Regions from separate parts of the Oryctolagus cuniculus genome. Here region 1 is linked to region 2. Evidence: chromatin contacts called from public Micro-C data. All regions are on one chromosome and are shown on one strand. Each heading gives the region's core, a stretch centred on a gene start, on an enhancer-like site or on the middle of the called end of the contact. The rest is flanking DNA. Distances are from core to core; before and after follow the strand shown. Region 1 overlaps LOC100355689 (putative tetratricopeptide repeat protein 41). Region 2 overlaps STAB2 (stabilin 2).

Region 1 (3,729 bases), core at 343-2,842, 280 kb before region 2:
GTTCATAAACAAAAAGGAAAGTACAGTGGTGGATTGAAATGAATTAATAAAAGACTGGTCAAAGCCTTTGTTTCAACTCTCATGAAGATGTTGGGGAAGACTGGTTTATTATCTTGTCCCTATATTGATTCGCTTTTCCTCAAATACGAACTTTTGGTTTTGTTGAATTCAATGAAAGTTTCACTCATAAAATATAACTGTAAGATTGCTTTAAGATAACATTTGTTGCCTTTAAAGAACTGTTTTAATTTTCACTGATTTCAATAGTTTGTGGATTAAAGGAAGTATAACCAAAGACAAAGTTGTTCTTATTTTGAAACAAATTCCTTAAAATTTTTTCTTTTCTTCTAAAGATTTATTTTATTTATTTGAAAGGCAGAGTGACAGAGTGAGAGTGAGAAGCAGTAAGAAAAAGATAGTCCATCTCCTGGCTCACTCCCCAAGTGGCCACAATAGCCAGGGCTGGGTCAGGCCGAGTTATGAGCCTGGAACTCTATCCAGGTGTCCCATATGGGCCACAGGGCTGCAAGCACGTGGGCCGTTCTTTCCCTGCCTTCCCAGGTGCATTAGCAGGGAGCTGGACTGGAAGTGGAAAAACTGGACTGGAATTAGTGTACCAATATGGAATGATGGTGTTGCTGCAGGCAGTGGCTTAACCCGCTATGCCACAGTACTGGCTCTAACCTTCACATTTTCCTAAGATATTACCCCTGCCCTCATCAATACATGTTTATGGAAGGGCTTCTATGTAAAAGGATTCATGATACTCAACATTGCAACTCCCTTTACAACAGAGACAGTGCTTATTTACCAATTTTTACATCTTCCATGAGATATTCTAATCTGGGGGTACTTGATAAACAAATCAACAAATCCATTTGGTCAGCAAATTAAATTCCTTTATGTCCTTAGAAGGTGGTACAGAGTAGTGACTGGGACCTGGAGTGTTTTCAGGCTGACCCAGATTTAAACCCCAGCTCTGTCACTTACTGCTTCTGTGACCTTTGCAGGAATTTTAACCTCTGTTGCCCTACTGAGTTCTCATTTTTAAGGATTCTAATGTCTATCTCATGGGCCATTGCCAGGGTCAAATAAGAAAATGCAAAAATCCCTTACGTGGTATCTGGCACACAGTGAGATCTTAAGTACTAGAAGCAATTTTGTTATTGCTGTCCTTGGGTTATAAAATGCTGAGGCCTAGGTTAGAAATAGTGCATTTAATTTAAGCTCTTTTGACCACTTGTTCATTTTTTAGGGAGTAGAGTGGTTTCCTATTATGACCGTGGAATCTTTCCCTGCCACGATCATTTCCCCCATGAGGTCCACATTTCCTCTGTCTAATGTTTGTCTGGAAAACACAGTTATTTTATTAGGTCCTCATCAGCTGTCTGATTCTAGCCAGTCGCTCAGTCATTCACTCAGGGAGCACTCACTGAAGGCTTTGCCTAGGCTGAGCAGAGTGTGGAGGTTTGATAGCAGGCAGCGAGGTGGCCAGTTCCGTCCCTCATGGAGCTCGCAGTGGCACAGGACTCACTGTCGGTGGAGAAGCACAGACTGAGCTGTGTGGTCTTGAAGGGGTGGGGCTGACTGGGGGAGCACGCCAGCGCTGAGACATCCAGCAAGAATTCCCAGCTTCTGCAGTCTCTTTCTGGAGGCATCAGTCTTGTGATTCAGTTCTCAAAATATTTTTGCAACAGTTCTTTGGGCCTAGCCACCACGGAGACTATTGAAAGAATTTTCTAGGCTCTGAAATTATATAGCTATTTTGGGCAATAACAACTCTTTTGAAATATGTGCCTAACATTTTCAAGTGGGGAAATCTTGTTATACTCTGTCTTATACCATTTTTATAATTTCTTGAGACCAGCTTGTTTTATTTTTTATTTTTTTTTGACAGGCAGAGTGGACAGTGAGAGAGAGAGACAGAGAGAAAGGTCTTCCTTTTGCTGTTGGTTCACCCTCCAATGGCCGCCATGGCCGGCGCACCGCACCTATCCGAAGGCAGGAGCCAGGTGCTTCTCCTGGTCTCCCATGGGGTGCAGGGCCCAAGTTCTTGGGCCATCCTCCACTGCACTCCCTGGCCACAGCAGAGAGCTGGCCTGGAAGAGGGGCAACTGGGACAGAATCCGGCGCCCTGACCAGGACTAGAACCCGGTGTGCCGGCGCCACAGGCGGAGGATTAGCCTACTGAGCCACAGCTCCAGCCAGAGACCAGCTTGTTTTAAAATTGTATGCAGTGGTTTGCAAATTTCATTCCCTAGGGAATACTTGGCAATGCTAGAGACATTTTTGGTTGTCACAACTTGGGGTGAGACTTGCTGTTGGCGTATGGCGGGTAGAGGCCACGGATGCTGCTAGCCATCCTCTAATGCACAGCACGAGGTGCACAGCACAGGGCTCTCGTTCCCCAAACACCAGTGGCACTGGTTTTGAGAAATTCTGACGTAGATGGTCTGTTTGTTCAAAAGGTCTCATTTCTTCCCTGCAGTGTTTCGCAGTAGGTACACCAGACAGCCTGAAAACCCAAGTGCACATTTGTTTCTGCACTGAACACAGGCGCTCCTGCTGAGAAAATGTGCAGAACAGTGTTTTGGAGATTGGCAGGTCTGGGTTGAACTCCCTTGCCCTCCTGCTGATTAGTCACATAAACCCGAGCCATTTATTTAGCCAAATCGAACCTTGGTTTTCCCATGTAATAGAGGAGTAATGAGCTCTACTTCCTAGGGTGGCTGTGAATATGCAGTGAAGTCACACTTGGCAAGAGCTTAGTTTCATCAGTGCTCCAGAGGTGGTGGCTACATAGACCTGAGAGCCAGTGTGAAGTTGGGTTGTGACTTGCAGTCGCTGTGAATGTCCACACGTATTACTCAGTGCCACAGAGGGTCTCTGTCCTCAAGGAGTGAGTAATCTGGAATAGGAGGAGGGGAACAGAAGCTGACAATATGGGGCCACATTTACATGCTGACTGGTGTTACTGGCAATGTGGACAGAGGATCCAAGAGGTGGACTGGCGCTGGGTTAGACGTCTGTCAGACTCCCTGGGGGAGGCGCTCTGCCTCTGTCTCAGACTGATGGGAAGCATGGCTGTGAAATGGGGAAGAATCAACGAGACCCCAAGAATCTGAGCCTGGTTGACAGAGTGGGGAAAGCCAAAGAGTAAGGTGGGTTTGGGATGGAAGATGGTGGGTTTTAGAAATTTTGAGTTTCAGCTCAAGAAAAATATTCAAGTGGAGTGTTCAGCCAACTGAGGGAAATCTAAGGTTGGTGATCGAGAGCGAGACCAGAAAGGTGTCTGCACACCTGGGAATGCTGAACCAGTGGCAGGAGACAAGAAGAGCTCGTGAAGGAGGGAAAGGTTGGAAGAGAAGCAGGCTGAAGTTTCCCCCAAATCAAGGAGTGAGTGGCCAACGGCACCCAGTGCTGGACAGTGAGGCCTGGAGAAGGCCCTAAGTGAGTGAGTGGGGCAAGGGTATGTGGGAGAAGCCGGAGTACAGGGCTTTCAGAGGTGGGTGTGTGATCAGGAAAGGGAGAAGATGCACGCACTGAGACAGATTTGAGAAGTTTGACAGTAAAAAGAAGAAGAAAAGCCAGGAGAGCATTGGGTGGGGGTCAAATTTGGCCCAGGATATGTGCGTTTGTGTGGAGCTGGAGCTGGAGTTGACTCTAGGACAGGGGCAGGCTGGACATTCCTGCAGAGATTCTGAGGACGCAGGAGGGCCGGATATACAG
Region 2 (3,969 bases), core at 1,401-3,900:
TGTGATATAATTTTTACATTTTAGAGAGTACCTTTTGCTTATTGAAAAATGACTGCTGTAAAACAGTATGTTGGTTACTTTACTGGTTAGAACATACATCTGTCATGTTGCTTGACTGCATCACAAGGGCCCATGGAGTGACTGGTTTGAATCACCTGGGTTTGTGTGACGTGCACTCTGACGTTCACACAACAATGAAACTGCATAATGGCGCATGTCCCAGCACAGATCCATGTCAGTAAGTGACACACGACTGCATTATGGTTTCTTTTTGTGGCTGTCCACTGTTGTCTCTTCTCTGTTAAGACACTATCATGCAGTGGCCTAGTCAGTCTCATTACATCAGTCATTGCGAGTCTGAGATTATGTTTAGCTGGGGAACATTGTGCTCTCACTAGGTCAGCCACCGGCCAGCACTAGCACTTTCTCTATTCATTTATTTCTCTTCCCTGTTAGGTTAGATCTGCCTGGATTGTCTTCCCTTGCTCTGTATATGGGGTCCTCAAAGTGTTTGTGAAAAGGGCTGGCATTGTGGTACAGCAGATTAAGCCACTGCCTGCAATGCCAGCATCCCATAGGGGCGCTGGTTCGTGGAAGATGGCTCAAGTGTTTGGGCCCCTGACACTTACATGGGAGACCTGGATTGAGTTCCAGGTTCCTGGTTTTGGCCTAGCCTAGCCCTGCTCATTGGAAGATTGTGCTCTCTCTCTGTAACTGTCTTTCAAATACATCAATCTTGTATAAAGTTCAAGAAAAACATGTATTATGAAAAAAACCTACACAGATTTCAATTTTTTTATTTTGAAAGATTCAAAGCATTTTTACTTATTTTAAAATCATTTTATCTTGTATTTTTTCAAAAAATTTATTTTTAAAATAAACACATCACATATTTCTACTTTTCATGAAGGTTTTGAATCCCCATCATACTACCCTTCAATAACCTTTGTGGTACCTTTTACAACTATACAACTAAATTTTAAATAAGGCCAGCATTTGTCAAGGGCCAGGATTAAGGTGAGGAGAGTTAGGCAGGAGAAGGAAAATGTGCAGTTGAATCCTTCAACACTTAGATGTTTTGCTCATTAATTCTAATTGGCCTCCAAGAATACGCTAGAGTCCTAATCTCTAGGATCTGAGATTGACCCTACTTGGTAACAGAGTTATTGCAGATGTAAGTAGGCTGTATTGGAGTGGGGTGAGCCCTCATTCCAATGTGACCGGTGTCCCTACAATAGGAAGGGAAGGAGGCCATGAGAAGATGGCGACAGAGACTAGCGTGATGTTGCCACAACCAAGGAACACCTGAGGCTGCCAGAGCTGGAGGAGGCAAGGATGGATTCTCTTCTAGAAGCTCTGAAAGGAACATGGCTCTGCTGATTTTGAATTTCTAGCTCCATAAGGAAGCCTGAACAATTATTTAGCTTCCATGAGATTTTTGGTTCCTTCTTAAATTTTGCACCAAAGGCATGCTTCTTGCTGACCCTGCTCTAGACCTGGCCCTACACTCACCTTTTTCTAGGCATTGACTATCTACCAGGCATTTTGCAAGTGTTCTGTGTGCAATATCTAATTTGATGCTCACAAACCTCTGTGTATAAATACGTCAAGAATTAAATTGGATTTGCACCTGCCAGCCTCCTTCAGTTGCCAGCCTGCCTCCAAACCCAACTGCCATTGTTTCCATTAGAAGAAATCACGCAACATCCACCTGTGGCTGCAACTTTTGGGAAATGACAAGTTCTGGAGAGAAGCCGTTTATGGAGGGAGCCACAGTGTATGGGTTTTACTAGAGCAGATTCAATTCCATTAAAATTGCAGCAGTGGGTTTTATGGCATAGCAGGTTAAGACAACACTAAGGATGCTCACATCCCGTATTGGAGTGCTGGTTTCAGTCCTGGCTACTCCAGTTTGGTTTCCTGGTAACGCATCCTGGAAGGCAGTGATGATACCTCAAGCGTGTGGGCCCCTGCTACCCACGTGGAAGATCTGGCTAGAGTCCTGGGCCTCTGGATTTGGCCTGGTCCAGCCAAGGCCATTGCGGGCATTCAGGGAGTGAGCCAGCAGGTGGAAGACTTCTTTCTCTCATTTTTCCATTCAATTAGATGCAAACAAATAGAACATTAAACTGCTTATTCAGATCCCACCAATAGCAGACAATATAGTAGGCACTAGGTGTGTGTGTAATTCACAATATTTAAATTGAAGGAGCTCACTGTGTAGGAGAGAAGCTAGATCCTAAGAGAAACAGTGAGATTTGACATCCTAAGTGTGGTCATGCAGCCCGTGGATGAAGCTGAGTGGCATAAGACGGAGTAGGCAAGGGACTTGGGCCCTGCTCACAACTCAGATACTGACTGCCCGAGCTGTCCGTGGTGGTAAGACTGCCCTCCTAGCTGCAAGGCCCTGGCACCAGCCTCTTCCTGTGTCCTGTCTTCCTTCCAGGGCAGCCTCTGTACTGGATTAGCTGACCTGGCACGAGCTGCTTTTGGGAGTTTGACACTGCATTGCAGGGCTGCCAGCCGATGCCAAGGAAGTGTCCTTGGGAAGGGAAAGCAGCAGAGGAATTCCCAGATGGTCCTTGAACGGGCCATTGCTACTTTGTGAACTGGCCTCAGCAAATCTCCAGAGACATGTGAAACTTGGACCGTGTGACACTGAAGTGGTCCAAGTCGTGACCATTTTGGCCAGAGGGGTAATAGTGTACATGGTCCCAAGACACGTTCCACGGCAGGAGCCAACTGCTGGCTCTTCTGCAACTTTGTAACATAATTGTTGCCCACATTGCTAGCTCTTTAGTCTCAGGGACCTAATCTCTCCCTTGTACAATCCCCATCAGCCTTCTAGGGGCTGATATGTAGTAGGCACTCAGAGGCAGGATGGTGCAGTGTTTGAAATCCTAAGTGCTGGAATCAGACACCTGGGGGCAAATCCTGCTTCTGCACTTGTTCCAGCTGCATGGCCTCGTGGAGTGACCTCTGCCTTTTGTCCACAGAAGGAGTGCTCCCACTTAAGTTGTAAAGAACACCCACAGAGTATGGAGACTGCCTGGCACACAGTAGGCACTCAGTAAATGCTAGCTATTCTGTTGGACTGATTTGGGAGCCATGTCAGAGAAAATGGGCTTTGCATCCTGTGTTAGCTGGGGGCTGGGCACTGAGTAGGGTAGGGATTTGGCATTGGCTGGTGCAGCTCTAAATCATCTCCAAACCAATAAACAGCCTGGTAGGAGAATGCTCCAGTGGCAGGGTAAAGTCATTGTTAAAAATACACTGCACCTAATGGAGCCATCTCAGGTCCAGGCAGAATTGCCACATGCTAGGGACCGATATCACATTAGATGAAGCAACACTGGCCCCTAGTGGACGCCTGGCTAAAAAACACTCACAGGTTCTAGTTCTTGCCAATGGGAAATAAGCAGCCATTACTGACTCCCTCACCGGTTCATTCCTTCATACATTCCTTTTTGCTTGCTGGTGGATTGTTTTTGTTGTCACTTAGTTCTTGCTCCCCTCGATTGCTTGTGACATGCTGCTGTAAGCTTTGTTATGTTGTCAGCCCCACGAGGCAGGTGTTATTCCTTCCGGTTTACAGCCTAGGGAGGTTAGGTCCCTTGGCCTAGGTCACGTAGCAATTGTGGTGCTTCTCAAACTCAGGCCAGTCTGACTTCGCAGCCTGCCCACTTCAACCACTCTGTGTTAGGGCTGTGCTAGCCACAAGCCAGGTGTAGCTATTTGGATTCAATTTGTATTTATTAAATTTTAAGTTCAGTCCCTCAGTTGCACCAGCCACACCTCGGGTGCTCAATGGCCACACGTTGCTAGTGGCTACCATGTTGACTGATGCAGCTACGGAACATTTCCAACATCACAGGAAGTTCTGTTAGGATCTGGGTTGGGGAAATATCCCCCCCACCCCAAGCTCTCAGTTTAGGTTTCCAGTTTCCTTACTTAGAAATACAGAGTTCT

The links. A called contact is a pair of places that touch in the nucleus more often than the background predicts.
Region 1: a Micro-C map of ear pinna shows a contact between it and region 2, with 17 times the contacts expected there. The contact joins two enhancer-like sites. A contact is called at or near these places in 4 of 6 Hi-C or Micro-C datasets (ear pinna, psoas muscle, skin fibroblasts and 1 more).

Annotation. Positions count from the first base shown.
Region 1 is chr11:106,708,879-106,712,607 of mOryCun1.1, reverse strand. All of the region lies in intron 11 of LOC100355689 (putative tetratricopeptide repeat protein 41), which reads left to right. Among named protein-coding and RNA genes, the nearest start is that of NT5DC3, 37 kb to the right of the region's middle. Within about 2 kb of position 1,592, at least 2 of the 8 cell types and tissues checked have an H3K27ac peak or open chromatin away from gene starts, as enhancers often do.
Region 2 is chr11:106,427,997-106,431,965 of mOryCun1.1, reverse strand. All of the region lies in intron 5 of STAB2 (stabilin 2), which reads right to left. Among named protein-coding and RNA genes, the nearest start is that of STAB2, 27 kb to the right of the region's middle. Within about 2 kb of position 2,650, at least 1 of the 8 cell types and tissues checked has an H3K27ac peak or open chromatin away from gene starts, as enhancers often do.